Regions from separate parts of the Salmo salar genome. Here region 2 is linked to region 1. The links are chromatin contacts, called in public Hi-C maps. All regions are on one chromosome and are shown on one strand. The core of a region is the stretch at or near the end of the contact, and the rest is flanking DNA. Distances in the headings are between cores, read along the strand shown. Region 1 holds the start of ssbp4 (single stranded DNA binding protein 4). Region 2 overlaps ssbp4 (single stranded DNA binding protein 4).

Region 1 (3,557 bases), core at 625-3,124:
CACAACACAACTGATTGCTCAAACGCATTAAGAAGGAAAGAAATTCCATAAATTGACTTTTTACAAGGCACACCCGTTAATTTAAATGCATTCCAGGTGACTACCTCATGAAGCTTGTTGAGAGAATGCCAAGAGCATGCAAAGCTGTCATCAAGACAAAGGGTGGCTACTTTGAAGAATATAAAATATATTTTTATTTGTTTAAAACCTTTTGGGTTACTACATGATTCCATATGTGTTATTTCATAGTTTTGATGCCTTTACTATTATTCTACAATGTAGAAAATAGTAAAATAAAGAAAACCCCTTGAATGAGTAGGTGTGTCCAAACTTGACTGGTACTGTATTTTAAACAAAATACAAACATCTGGATAAGCATCAAAAGCCTACATAGGAGAGTTTGAAATGAGGTACTGTTTCTCCATGATAAACGTACTGTATTTATTCATGCAGGAGAAAAAAAGCAACATGAGAAGCACTGCTATCCAGGTGCCTTGATCGACGTCTCCACATTATCTTTGTGATCTTGGGACAACAAACTCGGTTCATAGTTGTGACAGTCATCGTTACATCATGTGTGCAGGCTAAATATGTAACAAAGTGATGACCATATCAGGATCACAACACAATAGCTTGTGTCGCATAGAAAGCAACAAAGTACATAAGATGTTGCCTTTATGCAAAGCACTGGTTAAAATCTGTGCCTCCACTTATAATCAAAATCGTTAATTTGACACTTTAAAAGTTATGGCAGTTTCTTTGCCTTCCCCCAAAGAGGATAAAGGCTTAGCTTGTACTATGATATAGCCATTATTAATATTCAAAGCCTCACAAATTAGACACTTTGATATTTGGACAAATTAGTTCAAAAGGATTGAGGTTATTTTGTTCGTAAGTGTTAGTCCAAGGCTTTTCAAACATTTTACAGTAACACTCCTCTTAACATTGGTGTTAGGCTGCATTGCTTACATATACCACGCTTACAAGTTTACGTAGGTGTAACTAAAGTTTATTTAACAGTCAAGTCAGAACTTCTGTTCATTTGCTCAGGTGGGATGTCCAGCACAAATTCTTCATTAACACGAATGGAGTAAGAAGAAATCTATAATAAGACGTCTAGAGAAGATATCTAGTAAACCTACTGTATGGGTCGATTGCGTTTTAAAAATCCCTAGAAACTCGTCTCTCAAAACTTTGCACATTCAAACAATATGTGAGTCTGCGTCCATGCTGCATGCAACTGCTTACAGAAAAACAACATACTTAGATTCCATATCTTCTAAAATAGAATGTCATGCACAAAATCGTTGTTCGAAGTAGCAATTACGTTATTTCTTGCAATCGCTGCATGGGCGCTATATTTGATATTTACATTCTAGACAGCGATACATTTATAACCCCAAATGAACAACTATTCGGTTGATTGCGATAATGTTGCGATCATGTTTTAATAAATATCCTCTAAAAGAACGAGAAAGTAGAAGAAGAAAAAAAAGTTAGAGACGTACCACCGCGGGAGCAAACAACACTCAGGAGAGCGAGTGAGTAATGTACAGACCTATACATTATGGTAGCTATAGTTTAGAAAGTTGGAGATTCCTTTTAACCAGGTGAAACTCTTAAATAGTGCATAATTCACTTACTTTTCTCTCGCTTGGCTATCGGAAGGGACGACAGCTCCTTTACCTTTAGCGTACATGCTGGATTCTGTTTTAAGACTTTTACCCCACTCAACACCTGTCAAAGAAAGCAGCCAGCCAAACGTTCTATCTCCATAGCTACCCCTTTAGTGTTTTTCCTTATCCTCCTCCTCCCCCCTCCTCCTCCTCCTCCTTTTTTTCACATCTCCAACATTGGCCACAAATCAGGCACAGTTTCTATTGGGGGAACTTGAAACAGACCGGTGGTGGATTTTTTTCCCCCTCAACCGCTGTTCGAGAATGCATTCACACTCCCTCCGCTAGGGAATGGTGGGGGCTTCTTAAAGGGGAACGCACACGCTTCTTGTTTACTGACCTCAGAAACATGTAAGCAATTGAGATAGGAAAAACTGAAGTCCTCCATTTAGGCCAGCATTTCCCAAACTCGCCCCCTGGGATCCCAAAGGGGGCACGTTTTGGTTTTTGCCCTATCACTAACTGATGGTTTACATTTCTCAAATCATAAATTCAAAAAGGACTACTGGATTGACCAAAGGCTCAAGCCCGTTTTATCCGCACACCAAAATTGACTTAATTTACTGGGCAGTCCTAGGTAGCTGAGGGGTTGGACAAATACATTTCATGGTAGCTAATTGAATTACACAAATAGCCAAACTGACCATTGTGTGAAAGGCTACTGCCTGCGTGAAAACGTATCAAAATAATGAGTCGCAGTCTCCCCAAAATGTAGCAGTTACAGTGTTGTGCTTCGCAACTGAGTCAATTATGTATTATTATTTTTGAATGAGGACATCATTTTGCCTGTTGGTGAGCCAAAGTAGATATTTAGTGTGTGCTTAGTGTTGTAGGAGTTGTTGTCATCTCTTGCTTAGTGTTGTACCAATTCTTTAGTGATTCATAGAATCACATGATGAGGAACCTTGTCTGGGACATAAAAAACATTGTAGTCTTCAGACCAAAAGCTAGTTGGAGGGGTGAGCATCAACAGCCAGGGTTTAAACCAGTCGGTTACATTGGTGCCATGACCTGTATCAAAGAGCTGAGGTTGATGATGAGAGGAGTTTAAAGGGGAGTGAATGTAAAGCAGGCAGCTAGTCTGGAGAGTTGTAGCCTTTGCCTGTCGAGTAACCTCAACTGAGAGACCTAAAAAGTCAACTGCCCCCCCTTCTTATTGTCAGTTGTTGCCTCAACTTATTTTCAATGTCACCTAATGATCGATTTGAATTGCTACGTTCTGCCTCTATCGTTAAGATCCTAAGTGGCTGGGGGTGGAGCTACTCAGGTTCAATTATTTATTGTTTTGATATGGTTAAAAATAACCCTCATAGACCACCACACTGCACCGAGCAACCTTCCTCTGTAGCAAACGTCTTTGTTATACAATGTCAATAGAAACACAATGGATATGTGTAGTGTAGCAACCATTTCAGATATTCTACAGTTGGAAGAAAAAATCTATAAATTGCTGTCCAGCAGAGGAATTCCCCCAGCTCCTCCCATTGTGGGGGGGCCAAATGATAATTAATCACAGGTTGAATAATTTAATGCAGAGCAAACGGATGCCTTCATTTTAGTCATTTAGCAGACACTCTTATCCAGAGCAACTTACAGTTGTGAATGCATACATTTTCATACATTTGTTTTTTGTATTGGCCCCCCATGGGAATCGAACCCACAACCCTGGCGTTGCACACACCATGCTGGCGTTGCACACACCATGCTCTACCAACTGAGCCACAGGGAGCCTATTTCTCAGCACCTGCCTTAGGAAGTGTGTGTGTGTGTGTGTGTGTGTGTGTGTGTGTGTGTGTGTGTGTGTGTGTGTGTGTGTGTGTGTGTGTGTGTGTGTGTGTGTGTGTGTGTGTGTGTGTGTGTGTGTGTGTGTGTTTGGGCCTC
Region 2 (3,415 bases), core at 759-3,258, 82 kb before region 1:
TTACCTACCAAGATGATCATAAAGAGGGAGAGGGGATGTGAGAGGAGAAGAGAGGAGAGGAGAGAGAGGGCAGTGGTAAGATTTCCAGAGAGCACCTCTTAACATGCGTGTGCATGTTCATGGGCTAACTTGCACCAGATTCACCATAAATAAATACATCTTAATAGAAAAATGTCTCACCCTGCATAAAGCACACCACTATCATGCTCCCTCAGAGAGAGAGAGAGAGAGAGACAGAGAGAGAGAGAGAGAGACAGAGAGAGTGAGTGAGAGACCCCCCCATTACTTTTGTTGTGAGAGGGGCTCCAGTAGCTGGCCAAGAAGCCCAGTAGACTCCTCAGCGGAGGGGATTCATAGGAGTGAAACATGCTTATGGTTTACTCCTGTTTGGTTTGTTCTGAGCGGTTTCCTCAGTATTTTACCCCCTCTAACAGCACCCCTCCTCCCAGCCAGCCACTCTCCCATCCGACCCCTGGGCCTTACCTCCCCAACCCCACAGGCTGTCCTGTAGCAGTGCTGCGACCCCCTCTCTGTGCCTCTTTTTCAACTTCTGGTTTTGATTTGGTAGCAACCGCCCTTTGACCCTCTCTCTGTGACACAGTACATTGCTGCCTACTGGAAAGGGATACTGAAACGCATTTTCAGGCACAGCTAGAGACGTTTACTCCTTCTAGGGTGTATGGATACACACCAACAAACAGGCAAAGACATGAGCCCACACAGACACAGATCAACACAAGGGACCGTATTCATAGCCACATGCTCCCCCTCCTCAATTATTAGTCTAAATATGTCAGTGATCACAGAGAGGCAGACCGCCCTGATCTCACACTCTCTCCCTCCTCCTCCTGCCTCTCATTGCCTCTCCCTCCAGTCCCTTACTCTCCTCTCCTCTCCTTCGCTCTCCCCCTCACTCTCCTCTCATCTCTCTTGCTCTCTTTTCTCCCTCTTTCATACAGAGTTTATTAGCTATGTTCACTTAGAGCTGAGGCGGCAGCCTGCCAAACTCCACATAAACACGGTGCACTGCATTTCACAGCCATTCCGCAGGTAATGCAAACACGGAAAAGATTTCAGCCACATCAACAGTCCACTGTATCTCAGTCAGAACCATTGCCTCTGTGCTTTGAATTTAATCTTGCAAGATCAATTAAGAAAGTTTCATGAACAGGTGTTCATGAAATTTAAGAAAAGTGGATCTTCCAGGTTTCTCTGGATCAAATGCAATAAACTGAAATGCAAACAATCGTAATGATATTAATTCAGGAGGAATGCACACATTTTAGGGCTGCAAAAGTTTGTTTAGAACCAGAGTCAGTCCTTGGTTTCTGGCCTCACGTCACATCAGAACCATGGTGGTATTTCAGAAGTCAAGGCTTCCATTTTTTCTTCATCAATGAACGCAAGATCTTTCAGCCCAAACTCACAGCTAGCCACAGAATTGGCAGGTGCAGCACATACAACCAGGGTTACACAAAACTAGAAAAAACATCACCCAGAACATTGGGTCTTTAACTTTGAAAGGGAGAAACAGTGGGACCCCAGTAATCCAGCGAGTTTAGATCTGATCCAAGATGCTTCTCCAGATAAGGGTGTGTAAGAGGGATGGGGAGGAGGGACTCAGAGGGCTGATCTGAGGAGACTAGAGCAGGCCATTCACAAGCTACTGTTGTTGAAACGCACATAGGCCAACTAATGCTATGGAGACATCGCTTGTTTTACAGTCAGCAGGGGTCAGTTAGTGAACAAACACACACGAAGGCGCGCACACACACACGCAGAGAGAGAGATAACTGCATGCGCTAGAAGGCACTTTGAGAGTATCATCTTACAGTACATTGAAACTGATGTATGATTCATATACTAGGCCTATATAAAATAACATATCACAGCTTCTAAAATGACACTACAAGTCTCTTGGCTTCAGTCTGGCCAAGAATAGACATGGCCACTAGGACCTAGGGGAGATCCCTTATGGACACGCCCCCACACCCTTTAACACACAGTGCCCAGACTGCCTCCTTCTCCCTCTCTTTATGCTAATTCTGCATGTGAACATGAGCAGGTCGCAGAGTCCCTGGAGGAGAAATGGGGTCGTCTGCCTCCACTCTCCTACCCCCCCCCCACCCCCACCCCACCACCAACCCCCAGCCAATAGAGTCTGGGTGTCAGGCAGCTCACAGAAGCCGTTGTCATGGTGACAGCTCCTGTCTGTGCTCTGTCCCTCAGGCATCTCAGATCGAGAAAGCATCGTGTTTACGATAGAGAGGGAGAGAGAGAGAGAGAGAGAGAGAGAGAGAGAGAGAGAGGAGAAAGAGAGGCAGAGAAAGAGGGAGAGAGAGGGAGCGCAGAGGAGCGAGAATCTGTGCGTGCTGGACAGAGGAGAGAAAGAAAGAAAAAGGAGGGGTTAGAGATGAGGGCAGAGAGAGAGAGAGAAAAACAGAGCTAGAGAAAGATGTGAGGGACAGAGAGCGGAAGGAGGGGGGATGAAACTGTCCTTCTTTGACCAGCTATTGTTCTGCTGATCTGGGGTTTGGGAGGGCGGTGTGTGGGCCGGGTGGGGCAGGCCTCCCCGCTGGGGGGCTCACATGGCCTGCAGACACCCAGGCATCTCACACCCCTATTCCTGGCACCTCAACCCAATCTCTGACCTTTCCTCAACTCCAGCAGACAGACCAGGCTGACCCAGTCACAGGACCAGTCCCACTTTTATTCCTACTCTCTCCTTCTATCCCTCAGGGTCGCACATGGACCCCCTGCACATTTGCTCTGGATCATGTAACAAGCACTAAACACCCGGCACCTGGTGTCGCCTAAAATAAGGTCGCCAGCCGCTGATCCGTGGCGTGACGACGACAGGCTGCTCAGTGGGGCTGTGTCAATGCCAGGGCCAGGGCCTGAGCCAGGGCTCCATCAGGAAGACTCCTCACCCACAGCCAGATACCACAGAACATCATCCCAGACACGCACAGTACCAGGGAGAGGGACACACATGGCACTATCATATGGCAGCAACATCATATCCTAACCATGCCATAGCCATCATAGAACATACTAGCCAAGCCAGATATGAGCTAATAGCCGCTTGGCCATCTCCTGGTTGCCTATTATTGTAAAGAATGAAACGCACAGAGAATCTCACTGCCGATAGAATGCCGATAGGTACTTATCACAGTTGGAGGCTGTTCCTTCTCTTGCTAGAACTAAAGCGGTACCTGCTGTGTGCCGACCCAGTAGCAACAAACCTGCTCTTTCTATTTGTAGAATGGCAATGCTCGTAAGTGGCCAACAACATGACTTTGAGCCAATCAGAGAGCATGAACCCCCACGTGGGGGAGCCAACAGGAGTGATAACAAAAATAAAAGAACATTTAATTTTCACCTTACATTCTTATTTATCCAACCCAACTATCAC

The links. Hi-C and Micro-C count contacts between places; a contact is called where the count stands out from the background.
Region 2: a contact with region 1 is called in a Hi-C map of muscle, with 4 times the contacts expected there. The contact joins the enhancer-like site here to the promoter of ssbp4 in region 1. A contact is called at or near these places in 2 of 3 Hi-C or Micro-C datasets (gill and muscle).

Annotation. Positions count from the first base shown.
Region 1 is chrssa23:32,196,814-32,200,370 of Ssal_v3.1, reverse strand. It overlaps ssbp4 (single stranded DNA binding protein 4), which reads right to left and starts at 1,874. Exons shown (of 18, transcript XM_014169744.2): 1 at 1,644-1,874. The coding sequence starts at 1,699.
Region 2 is chrssa23:32,278,839-32,282,253 of Ssal_v3.1, reverse strand. The region is part of intron 4 of ssbp4 (single stranded DNA binding protein 4); the gene reads right to left. Among protein-coding and RNA genes, the nearest start is that of LOC100194916, 40 kb to the left of the region's middle. Within about 2 kb of position 2,008, at least 5 of the 13 cell types and tissues checked have an H3K27ac peak or open chromatin away from gene starts, as enhancers often do. A contact at or near this core is called in muscle, where this site is marked.